Regions from separate parts of the Mus musculus genome. Here all the other regions are linked to region 2. A link is a contact called in public Hi-C and HiChIP or PLAC-seq data. All regions are on one chromosome and are shown on one strand. The core of a region is the stretch at or near the end of the contact, and the rest is flanking DNA. Distances in the headings are between cores, read along the strand shown. Region 1 holds the start of Gon7 (GON7 subunit of KEOPS complex). Region 2 holds the start of Ppp4r3a (protein phosphatase 4 regulatory subunit 3A). Region 3 holds the start of Slc24a4 (solute carrier family 24 (sodium/potassium/calcium exchanger), member 4).

What was found. Hi-C and Micro-C count contacts between places; a contact is called where the count stands out from the background. HiChIP or PLAC-seq counts read pairs in DNA pulled down with a chosen protein or histone mark.
Region 1: a contact with region 2 is called in a Hi-C map of B cells, with 8 read pairs. The contact joins the promoter of Gon7 here to the promoter of Ppp4r3a in region 2. A contact is called at or near these places in 4 of 39 promoter capture datasets (the C10 cell line, embryonic stem cells, liver and 1 more), 3 of 484 Hi-C or Micro-C datasets (B cells, LSK cells and muscle stem cells), 5 of 115 datasets of contacts at active chromatin or transcription factors (astrocytes, embryonic limb bud, embryonic stem cells and 2 more) and 3 of 9 other capture datasets (adipose tissue, liver and macrophages).
Region 3: an H3K27ac HiChIP or PLAC-seq map of trophoblast stem cells shows a contact between it and region 2, with 5 times the contacts expected there. The contact joins the promoter of Slc24a4 here to the promoter of Ppp4r3a in region 2. A contact is called at or near these places in 1 of 39 promoter capture datasets (maxillary cranial neural crest) and 2 of 115 datasets of contacts at active chromatin or transcription factors (embryonic hindbrain and trophoblast stem cells).

Annotation. Positions count from the first base shown.
Region 1 is chr12:102,755,443-102,759,303 of GRCm38.p6, forward strand. Gon7 (GON7 subunit of KEOPS complex) reads right to left here and starts at 2,368. Exons shown (of 2, transcript NM_001142938.1): 1 at 2,099-2,368. The coding sequence starts at 2,303. Gm20604 (predicted gene 20604) reads right to left here and starts at 2,368. Exons shown (of 2, transcript NM_001142939.1): 1 at 2,099-2,368. The coding sequence starts at 2,303. Ubr7 (ubiquitin protein ligase E3 component n-recognin 7 (putative)) reads left to right here and starts at 2,533. Exons shown (of 11, transcript NM_025666.2): 1 at 2,533-2,736. The coding sequence starts at 2,587.
Region 2 is chr12:101,082,394-101,085,872 of GRCm38.p6, forward strand. Ppp4r3a (protein phosphatase 4 regulatory subunit 3A) reads right to left here and starts at 1,309. Exons shown (of 15, transcript NM_211355.2): 1 at 336-1,309. The coding sequence starts at 477. It overlaps D130020L05Rik (RIKEN cDNA D130020L05 gene), which reads left to right and starts at 58. Exons shown (of 2, transcript NR_038050.1): 1 at 58-2,106.
Region 3 is chr12:102,126,953-102,130,446 of GRCm38.p6, forward strand. It overlaps Slc24a4 (solute carrier family 24 (sodium/potassium/calcium exchanger), member 4), which reads left to right and starts at 1,775. Exons shown (of 17, transcript NM_001362345.1): 1 at 1,775-2,567. The coding sequence starts at 2,438.

The DNA.
Region 1 (3,861 bases), core at 1,118-3,617, 1.7 Mb after region 2:
AGCTAGGCTCTTCTCTAACTATATAATTAAGATAACCACTTTACACTTCCACCAACAATGTGGCCTGTCCTATCTTAGAATGACAAGTAATGTCAACTTGCCCAGCCCAGGTGAAAAGATATGGAGGGAAGCTTTTGTTTTTTGCCTGCTTGCCCTCACTGACTATCAAGTTCATCTATCCTGTTACTGAGAGGCCCAAGATACTCCTTTGTTGGTGTTAGAACCTACTCTTTAGGATTCCAACATAGACTGAAAACTGGCAGCTCTCTTAAGACTTTCCAGGAACTCCAGTACATGATTGGGACTGTTGAGACATCCAGTCTCATGGACCAAACAACTATCAGATGCTTAGCCTTTCTGTCAGGAGACTGCCAGTTTTGGGCTACTCAGATCACAGGCCATAAGCCATTCTAATAAATATCTTTATATCACACTTATTCTATCAGCTCTGCTCCTTTGAAGAACCGTGAATAATACATCTAGCTAATACTTTTTATTGTTTCTTTAAAAAAATTATTTATTATATGTAAGTACACTGTAGTTGTCTTCAGACACACCAGAAGAGGGCGTCAGATCTCATTATGGATGGTTGTGAGCCACCATGTGGTTGCTGGGATTTGAACTTGGGACCTTTGGAAGAGCAGTCAGTGCTCTTAACTGCTGAGCCATCTCACCAGCCCCTTATTGTTCCTTTTAATGACAGCCAATAACTATATTATAAAGAATACGGAAGTTTAATCTCCTCTGCAGAAGAATTGACTCCTTAGCTCAGAACAATGAAACATCTATCTTGGTGTTCAATTCAAGATTAGAAATAAATGTAACAACAGTGGAGTGTGGTGGCATATTTCTTTAATTCCAGCACTGCTGAGGCAGAGTCTGGCAGGTCTCTGCAAATCCAAAGCGAGGCTGGTTTAACCGTTACATGGTGACAATGTCTACAAAATAATTTTATTCCTATTAACAGAGCTAGGGCTGGAGAGATGGCTCCGTGGTTAAGAGCACCACCTACTTTTCCCCTGCATGTACGAGGCACCCTCTTGACTATCTGTAACTCTGGTTCCAGGGGATTTGATGCCCTCTTCTGGCCTCCGAAGGCACTGCACATAAGAGGTGTACAGACAAGCATGCAGGTAAACATCCATCTTTAAAAGCAAACAAACCCCAAGCCACCAAAATTAACAGTTAATTTCTACAACAGGAGAGGGGGTGAGAGAAAGTAAGAGGACGGGAAGGGCTGTAGTGCTTTCGGACATTATATAGCCCTTAAACTCTGGCAGCACAAGATGGCAACGTAAACATTCCATCAAGGAAGGGGGGGGCTCATGAGGCGCCACCCCTCTCAGAGGAGCGGTTGGCGGTTAATGGGGGGCGGGGGAGTCATTGTTTTTCTTCAGTGGTCTAGTCACTGCTGTGTTGCCCTAGTTCCAGTAAATATCATACAAATATCCTTAAATAAATCCAGTGACAAAAAAAGGCCGGAAAGAAAGGCGAGGAGCCCTGTCGAGAAGGGTTCAGCGGGGGATAGAGACCATGACCTGAATGCATTAATACATGAATGAAACGATCAATTAATTTAAGAATACCAAAAAGCTAAACTAAAAAGAACTCTTTTACTTTCGAAACAATAGCTACAAAACTGAGAGGGTTAAGATTCCCTAAAACAAAGTGGGCCTCGGTCATTCGAAGCTCTCCTCATTCTGTCAAACACGTTTTCTCGTTTCTAATTTCACTCCTTTCCGTTTTTCAACAACCAGGTCTACCTTCCCGCCCTTTCGGGTCTTCGTGCCAGCTAGCAATGGTTACAGACCGCCACTTTCTCTGCCTATCTTAATCCTTTGCGTTCTTTGCAAGGGAGTCAAGCTGACTTCGTCCGTTGACCAGTCCCTAGTCCAACGCTCGCCACGGTTTTTTTTTTTTTTTTTGGTGGGAAAAGTCGCAAAAACGGGGGGCGGTGGGATATCAGACAAAGAGGGCAGCGAGTTCTAAGGATTTTTAGAAGCGATTGCTCCTCTTCTCCGGGGCTCGCCTTCTCTAGCCTGCCCTTCACACTGCCCGGTCCCGCCAGTGTCCCCCGGCGCCCCGCCCCCGCGCTCACCATCCAAAGCGTCGTCCGGATCTTCCGCCAAGCCTTGCGCGTCCTGCTCCACTAGGGTCCCGAAGAACTCCGCTACCAACTCCTTCATCCGGACCACGCCCGCCGACAGGCTCTGGAGAGGGTCCGCGTCTCCCGACGCCTCACAGGACACTCGTAGCCGCTGCGGCTCCCCGTCACAACCGACGTACTCGCCCGAAAGCTCCATGGCGACCACTCAGCTTCAACAGCGCGCCTCGGAGAAACGCCACCCGGAAGCGGAAGCCAGCCTGCGGCCGGGGCGGGCGGGAGAGGCGAGGAGGAGGAGGAATGACTTCCGATTTCCCGAAATTGGCCCGCCCATTTTCTTCCGTGTCCTTCCTTAGGATTGGCTGTCTGGTGCTCGGGCTCCGCCTCCTCACGGGGCCCCGCCTTCTCGCGACGCCCCTGGCGGCGGCCACTTTTCCCGCCTCCTCCTGGGCCCACGCAGCGGAGCCCGGTGACAGTTGAGGATGGCCGGAGCCGAGAGCCCCACCGAGTGCCAGGCGGAGCTGGAGCCCGTGGTGTCGCTGGTGGACGTGCTCGAGGAAGACGAGGAGTTGGAGAATGAGGCGTGCGCCGTCCTGGGCGGCAGCGACTCGGAGAAGTGCTCCTACTCGCAGGTGCGCGCGGCCCGGCTGCTCCCGCCGTCCTGTCTGTTTCCCGCTGGCCGCGGCCGGGCCCACTCACGGCGGCCCTTTACTCTGTGCTTCTACAGCCCCGGCCCGGCTGCCATTTCATCCTCAGCTTGTCGCCACCAGGGCTGTCCCTCGGTTCCGCTGATGGTACACTGCAGGCTCCGGTCCTCCAGTTGTCGCCTCTTGGTGGCCTGCTTTTCACGAGGTTGTTCTCGTGATCTCTCAAACCCAGATATTCTTCGCTCCACTTCTCCCACCGCCCAAGAATCTTAATTAGGGACCAGATGGGGAAAAGTAAAGGGAAAGTGGGCCGGCTTTGAAAATCTTCCGGTGAGGTTCGGCTTCCGGACACTCCTGTAGTCTAGTTTAACTGCTAGCTGCCCCCACCTCACCCCCTTTCTGGTTAAATGAAGTTTCGTGTGTATGTGCTATGTGACATCCCCTCTCTCTGGGGACTGGAAAGCCAAGAGGAGAAAAGGATCTGTTTGGCATTTGTGGGACCTTTTGAACGAGAGAGTTTGAGGGGCTGAGATGTAGTGTTTAGTGACGCATACTGTACATTTAAGTACTAACGTGGAAAAGGGTGGGTAGGAAGGAAACTTAACAACAAGGATGAGAATTGGTGGAAGGAAACAGGCTAACTATGCCCATGGGTGGAGTGGGAGACTGGGGTAGGAGTGAAGGGACTTGGAGTTATGGTGTGGCGTGGACTGAAGTCATAATACTAGTTGTCTTCGTTGACCAAGTTGGGTTTGCACTGTAAAATTGTTGAATAAATCTTGTATCCCAGAAGTAGTCACAGCATGGTCGCTGGTATTTAAATTTGGAGGATCATTGTTAGGTTTCAAACCCTGGACTCTGCTGTTGTGCCTATTTAACATATCAAAGCCGATGGTGGCCTCCTGGTTCTCCCTGCCCTTCTGTCCCTTCCGGGACTCTCCTGGCAGACATACCCAATCCACTTTCCCAGACTTCTCCAGCCCAGGAGCCGGGCTACCCTTCCCCCAGCTTCCCTTCCCTAAATAATGCAGCCGTTTTGTTTATGCAGCTCTCTTGGGTCTCCTGGCTGTAGCACCTGGCTCCCCATCCCTATCCCCTACCCTTCCTTGC
Region 2 (3,479 bases), core at 59-2,558:
CAGATTGGTGAACTAAGGGGTGTGTGTGTGTGGGGGGGGGGGGAGCAGATCGTTTCCGTTAAATGCCTTTCTCAAGGTCACGACGGTGCAAAAACCACCGGGGAAAGAGGATCTCAGGTCTCCGACCTTTCTGCACTGGAAAGGCAGCACGGCGCAACGTGCTCCGCTCTGCTCGAAATCCCAACGCCACAAGGTTTTCGGGTTAAGGATGGACACCCCGAATGCTCTCCACCGAGCTCCACCGGACTTGGGTACCCCGTGGCGTTCCCGTCCGCACTCCCGCCGTCCCAGTCCGAGCGCCACTGCTCTGAGAGGGGCCAGTGAGGGTCACTTACCGTCGCTCTCCGCCCTGACGAGCAGGGACATGCCCTTCAGCCTCTCCACGTAGCCGGAGGACACATGGCCAGTACCCCGGTCGTCCCACTGCCGGTCCTCGTTGAGCGTGTAGACCTTCACCCGCCGTCGGGTGTCGGTCATCGTGCCGGCCGGGGGCCCCGCCCGAGTGGCCCAGGGACAGTGTCCAGAAAAGGCGGGCGGCCGCAAACGGGGAACTCCGGGACCTCAGTGCCACCGCTGGCCGCCGCGGAGCTGCGCCGCCGCTCGCATGGCCCGCTCCCGGGTCCGAGCCCCGGGCCGCCGCCTTCTCTCGTCTCCTTCTCCCCGGCGCTATTGTCCAGGCCGAGCGAGCGCGGCCGCCCAGCAGCCCCGACAGGGAACGCGCAGCACTACGCAGCCTACCGGCCCGCCGTTCCAACGAGGTGCGGCTCGGTTCACAGACCCGCTCCGGCCTCCACCATGACCTCCGCAGAGCCGCTTTCCCGCGCCGCCGCCTCCTCAGGCCGCCGCCGCCATGTTTTCCTCCCTTGTACCTGGCCCAGCCGCTGCAGCAGGAAGCCCCGCTCCGCTCCTCCCGCTTAAAGCATCCGAAGCCGGTGAGGTAGCACTTCCCGGGAGACTCCGAACGCCTCTGGCCACCCGAGAACCCCTGGCTCTTCTTAGAAGCCGCCTTCCCTACTCCGCCGCCTCTTCCGTCTTCCTCACAGAGCCAAAGCCGCCGCCATCTTGGCTCGCCCCTCAAAAGCGGCGCGCGGGGCCACCTAGGCAGTAGCGGCAGGGGCGGCCCGCAAGCCCCACCACTTAAAGCGACAAGACGGGAGCCGGCAGCTTCGCTCCGGCCGAGGCCTTGCACCGAGGCGGGCGCGGAGCTGCGGGGGTGGCGGGAGCGGAGGAGGCGGGACGCGAGTCGCGCCGGTGACGGACCGGGACTCCCTCGCGCTGCCCTGCGCGTACTGTCGTGCAAGCGCGGGCTGCGTGTGCGTCCGTCGCACTTTGAATTCGTCATCACCTCGGCTCCGGGCGGGGAAGGGGTGTGGAGTCTGTTGGCGGCTTCTGGAGCCAGACTGGACTCTGATCCCGGAGCTCGTCCTTTCCCGTGCGAGCCTTCTCCGGACGCTTTAGGGAGGACCTTTGCAGTCGGCCCTGGGGGCGCGGGCTGCTGGCGTCCTCCTCGTCCTCCCCCCGCCCTCCTCCTCCTCCTCCTCTTCTTCCCTTGGCCTGAAATAGAGAAGTTTCTGAGAGAGGACCGTTTGGACCGCGAGGTTGGCGGGATGCAGTGAGGCACGCAATGGCCGGGCAAGTCTAAAACCCTCGACGCGGTGTTCACGCGTGGCACTGCTCCCCGGGATCATTCTGAGCACTCACCTCACAATAATCAGCGGTTATCTCCCTTTCTCTGTCGGTTATCAAAGCTGATCGTCTGTAGCCCTAGGCTGGTTTGTTTGTTTTTTTAAACAAAATAACAAAACACATCTTGAAGGGCTTGCAAAGATAAATGCCGTACTGTATGAATAAGATGAAATTCTTTGTTTTTTTGTTTTTTTTGAAACACAGCCTCACAATGTTGCTCTGACTGGCTGAAGCAACGTATGCGAGAAGCTGGGATCTTTCTTAACCCACACCAGAGACAAGTGCTCGCAAAGACATACCTGAAATCATTCACCAACAAAACTCGGAAGCATGTAAAAACAAAGCAGTTGCTGTTTCTAAATACCAGAATGCAATCCTTTCAAGCATCTAGATGGAGCCCATGAGCTCCAAGCAGAGCAGGTTAGCAGTATGGCCCTCTATGCTGATTATTTTATAGCAATGCTTCTAACCTTCCTAAAATGCTCTGACTCTTTTATAACACAGTTTCTCTTGTTGTGGTGACCCCTCCCTCACTATAAAATCATTTTGTTGCTACTTCGTAACTGTAATATGCAGGATATCTGCTGTGTCCCGTGTTTGACCGCCAAGGGATCGAGACCCACATGTTGAGAACCACCTTTTTAAAGGCCCTTGGAGACTGACTAGCAGAGCTTACACAGTGAATAGTTTCTTATCTGCCTTGACTCTTTACCCATCAAAGAAGAAACTGTTGCTTTCATCCCTCTGAAACTGTTTTGCTGGAGTACAGAACCCAATAGAACACACCTAGCCAGTCTCAGTATTTTGTCTCCTGGCTTATTCTGATGATGGAAATCATTTACAAACTATTTTGTGTCTTCCAGAGCTTTCCTAAATTGCTATGATCCGGGTCTTCCTCTCCTCTATAAAGTGTCCTTTAGAGACTTTGAATCAGGGTACACCAGGATTTGTACTTCTCAGAATTTCAGAATTGCCAGCTTGTGTTTGGGAACAAGTACTGTGAGGAAATAATTTATTTGGCGTATACTTCTAGGTCACAGTCCATTGCTGAGGGAAATCAGGGCAGGAACTCAAAGCAGGAGCCTGAAGCAGAAACCATGGAGGAATGTTGCCTGTTGGCTTGCTCCCCTCATACTTAGTTTTTTTTTATAAAGTCCAGGACAACCTTACTCAGGGAATATTGCCACCTGCCATGGGCTGGGTGCTCCTACGTCAACTAACAAGCCCCCCCCCCCCCAGACATCCCCAATATCCCCACAGGGCAGTGACCTTAGCAGCTCCTCAACCAAATGTTTTCTCTCAGATGACACCAGGCTGTGTCAATTTGACAAAGCAAAGCAGGGCACATGGGATCTGTTTAGTTAGAGGAATGTGAAGCAATCTTGCCTTCTCTCCCAGTGCACACAACCAACCCTAGATTATTTGCAGACCAGAAGTTCACCTGTGGGGCGAAAAGCAAAGTTCCAGAAGCAGACTGCAGCTTGGTGGCTCGCCACATTTTGTTCTTTTTATTCACAACTTTCTTGCCATCAAGAGATAACTTTTGCCGGACGGTGGTGGCGCACGCCTTTAGTCCCAGCACTCAGGAGGCAGAGGCAGGCAGATTTCTGAGTTCGAGGCCAGCCTGGTCTAGAGAGTGAGTTCCAGGACACAGAGAAGCCCTGTCTCGGAGAGAGAGAGAGAGAGAGAGAGAGAGAGAGAGGAGAGAGGAGAGAGAGAGAGAGAGAGGAGAGAGAGAGAGGAGAGAGAGAGAGAGAGGAGAGAGAGAGAAAAGGGAGAGAAGAGAGAGAGAG
Region 3 (3,494 bases), core at 525-3,024, 1.0 Mb after region 2:
TCAGATTTGGCCATGTTTTGCTATTTATCTACCTGCCCACTTTGCCTGCCTGCCTGTTCTTTTACTTTTTTCTTTTTCTTTTTCTTTTTTTTTTCCTATACTTAATAAACTCACCTATTCTACGGACCATACTGAACAGTATAGAAATGAAGATGCTGGGGCTGGAGAGATGGCTCAGAGGTTAAGAGCACTGGCTGCTCTTCCAGAGGTCCTGAGTTCAATTCCCAGCAACCACATGGTGGCTCACAACCATCTGTAATGAGATCTGACGTCCTCTTCTGGAGTGTCTGAAGACAGCAACAGTGTACTCACATACATAAAATAAATAAATCTTAAAAAAAAAAAAAGAAATGAAGATGCTGCAAACAATGGCACCCCACCCCGCCCCCACCCCAGCTTTCTGGGCACTTCTTACCTGTGTCCCTCTGCTTGCCTAAGAAGTACAAAGGAACCTTGCTGGTAGTGGCCAGCTAGAGGAGGCATTTGGGACAGTCCCCAGAAGGGAAGTCCTCACACTTGACTATGCTCAAGATCTCTAGGGAATCTGGTTAAAAATGCACATTTTAGCTCAGTAGGTCTAAGAGTAGATTTAAATGTGCAACCTGCCTGTCTCCTATACTCCCAGGCAATGACTTGGCTGCTGTGGACCACCCCGTAGCCTAATGAGCAGCAAGGGAATGTTTGGCGCTCAGAGCAAAACACTTTGAGAATCCCACTTAGCATCTGAGGGACAGGCCCCCCTTTAGTTCAGGGTTCCTTGAAAGCAGACATTGGGTCTTAATACACGTTGTTGTTGTTGTTGTTGTTGTTGTTGTTGTTTTGTTTCTTGGCTGGATGGCACTTGGCACAGAGCTCACAAATGGCGGGTATGTATTTATTTAATTAAACACAGTTGGCTTTGATCCAAAAATGGTTTTAAGAGGAGTTAACCCCTAAATCAGCACAGGATAGAAAACCGACAGGGAAGTCTGAGTTAGAGATCCTTCCTGATAGAGGTCCCCTCCACTTATTTGCGTCTGGATGACACCTCCACTGCTCTTCGGAAATTTCACTGCGCCCACATTTTAAAAGCGGCTTACACTAGAGAGCCGAAAGTAAGAGAGGTGGAAAAACAAACCCAAACCAGAAAGCCTTGCGAAGCTGTGAGGTTGCAAAACATCAAAAGCTCCCAACTGTTGGCAGCAGAGCCGCAGAACTGCGGGGTTTCTCCCTCTGTCAGATTACCAGCATTTCGTAGGTCGGTGTTGCGCCCCCGCCACACAGGTCCCTAGGTTACCCAGAGAGCCTGGCAGGAACTGGTCCCGGCGGGCGTCGGTTGGCTTGGTGCAAGCCTGTTTCTTAGCACTGAGCTAGCAATTAAGCTACTTGTGCATTGGAGACCTCCGGGTGGTAGTGGTGACCGCCTTGGGTCGCTGCGGGGGGTAGGGGGTCTCGGGGAGCCAGGACCCGTGTGAGAGCCCTACAGAAACCCTGGTTCTGAGAGTCCTTGGTGATGCCATAACCTGTTCCACCTTATAGCAATCACAAGAAGCTGAGGACTCATTTTGGCTCCGTAGGGTTAGAGAGAGAGAGAGGAAGGGGTTTGGAGGGAGGCAAGGAAAGGGGATTATATTGGTCAGTAGTTGAGCCTCTCTTGGGGGAAGGGAGAAGCGCACTGGGCGAGCGCCCTAGGGGAGGTGTACACGTGCAGGGGAGGGGGGGGGGATGAGAGGCGGGCAGGCGGGAGGGGAGGAGTAGGGAGGCGAGAGCAGCTTGCGGGAGGCGCCACGGCCTCGCAGACACAGGCTCTGGCCGCCTAAGAGCCAGAGAGAAAGTTCCCGGGACAGTTCGCCCGCGGGAGGGCCCAAACTGCGGCCACTGGCCGAGAGGGTCTTGAGTTCTGAGAGTGCTGCGCGCGGTCCTTCTGCACGCACTTAGCTGCCAGGGCCCTGCTTTCCGAGAGAAGCAGAGGAGCCTCGCAGGCGGGCAGCCGGGGCGGCCGGGGCTAAACTTGGACGAGGAGGATGCTGCGAGTGGGCGCGGCGGCGCGGGGCGCGGGGGCGCTCGCCAAGCACTGATTGCTCCCGGCGGACTCCGAGCGCGCTGAAGAGCAGTGGGCAGGTAGCGGCTCCAAGCGCCCGGACTGCGCCAAGCCGACAAGCAGGGCCGCCAGCGCCACCGTGCAGGCGTCGTCTCCTCGCCACGGAGTCATGGTGCGAGCAGCGCGCACGCCCCGCGCGGAACTCTGAGCTCCGGCCGTGCATTGCTCCCCCTCCTCTGGTATTCCCATCCGATCTCCCCGTGACTGCCTTGTTCGCGGACCATGAAGCTATCTCCCAGAGCCCCTTGCCTCTGAGCTACGCATCGCCCCGCTGCAGCCCCAACGCCGCTGGGCCACAGACAGCGCTCCAACCCTTGAAGCTCGGGATCTTCTTCCAGGGGCGCGGGGCGTACGGAGATGGCTCTCCGTGGACTCATCCGGCAGAGCAAAGTTCGCCGGAGGCGAGAGATGCTGCCGCAGCAAGTTGGCTTCGTGTGCGCTGTGCTGGCCCTGGTGTGCTGTGCCTCCGGCCTCTTTGGAAGCTTGGGTAGGTGTGGGAAAGGATGTTTTCCGCTGGAGGAGTTGGGGGGCTTGAGCTCTGACAGCTCCAGCTTCTTCTCTGTCAGATTGGTCCCCAGGGTTTTCCCTTCCCGCTCAGCGGGCAGTGCTCACCCAGGAGTGCTGAGCCTCGAGCTGGACTGTGGCGACGTTCTGCCGAACTGCTCAAGCTCCCTGGGGGTTCCGGACGTAGTTGTAGGTGTGCTATTGGGATCAAAGCCTGCACCACCTCTGTCCCTGGAGTGTGCGGGTAATGGGCAACTCATGGCAGCCCAGGGGTAGAGTCTCCCGCTTTAGGATGTGTGAAACTGAGCAGCCCCCTTTTCTGTTCTGCAAAGCTGTGCTCCATCCCTCAGAGACCCAAATTCTCAGGCTTAGTCTCTGCTCTCCTCCTTGCACCTGCTCTGATCCAAATGCTTGGTCTTCCCCAAACCTAAACGGAGCGGGGGCAGTCTGTCCCCGTGGGAGATTGCTGCCATGTTCCAGCATCCCTTCACTCAACTCTGCTTAATCCCCACGGAGAGGGAGGGCTGGCGTGCATAGCCATGATCCACGCTCCTCCAAGCAGAAGGCGACCTGGGAGTCTGTTAAGACATGCAAATTTCAGACGGAGTGGGGAAAGAGAAGAAACTTATGAAATATTTATTTCGGGGTGATTTGGGCTCGTGTTTAGCCTTTAAAGAATGTTTAGTGCCTAGATATTTCAGAACTAGTGCTGTTAACATTTGGGGTGACACCCCCCCCCCCCGTGAAATAAATGTTGTTAACCTAGCCAGAGGCACAGGAGGAGGGCATCTTTTTTGAGTGGTTAGTGAGGCCATTAACATAGTATCTTGGGATCATTAAGAGATCGGTACAGCGACGTTAAAAACAAGTGAAACCTGGTTAAATTTTTAAACAGAAAAAGAGACATCAC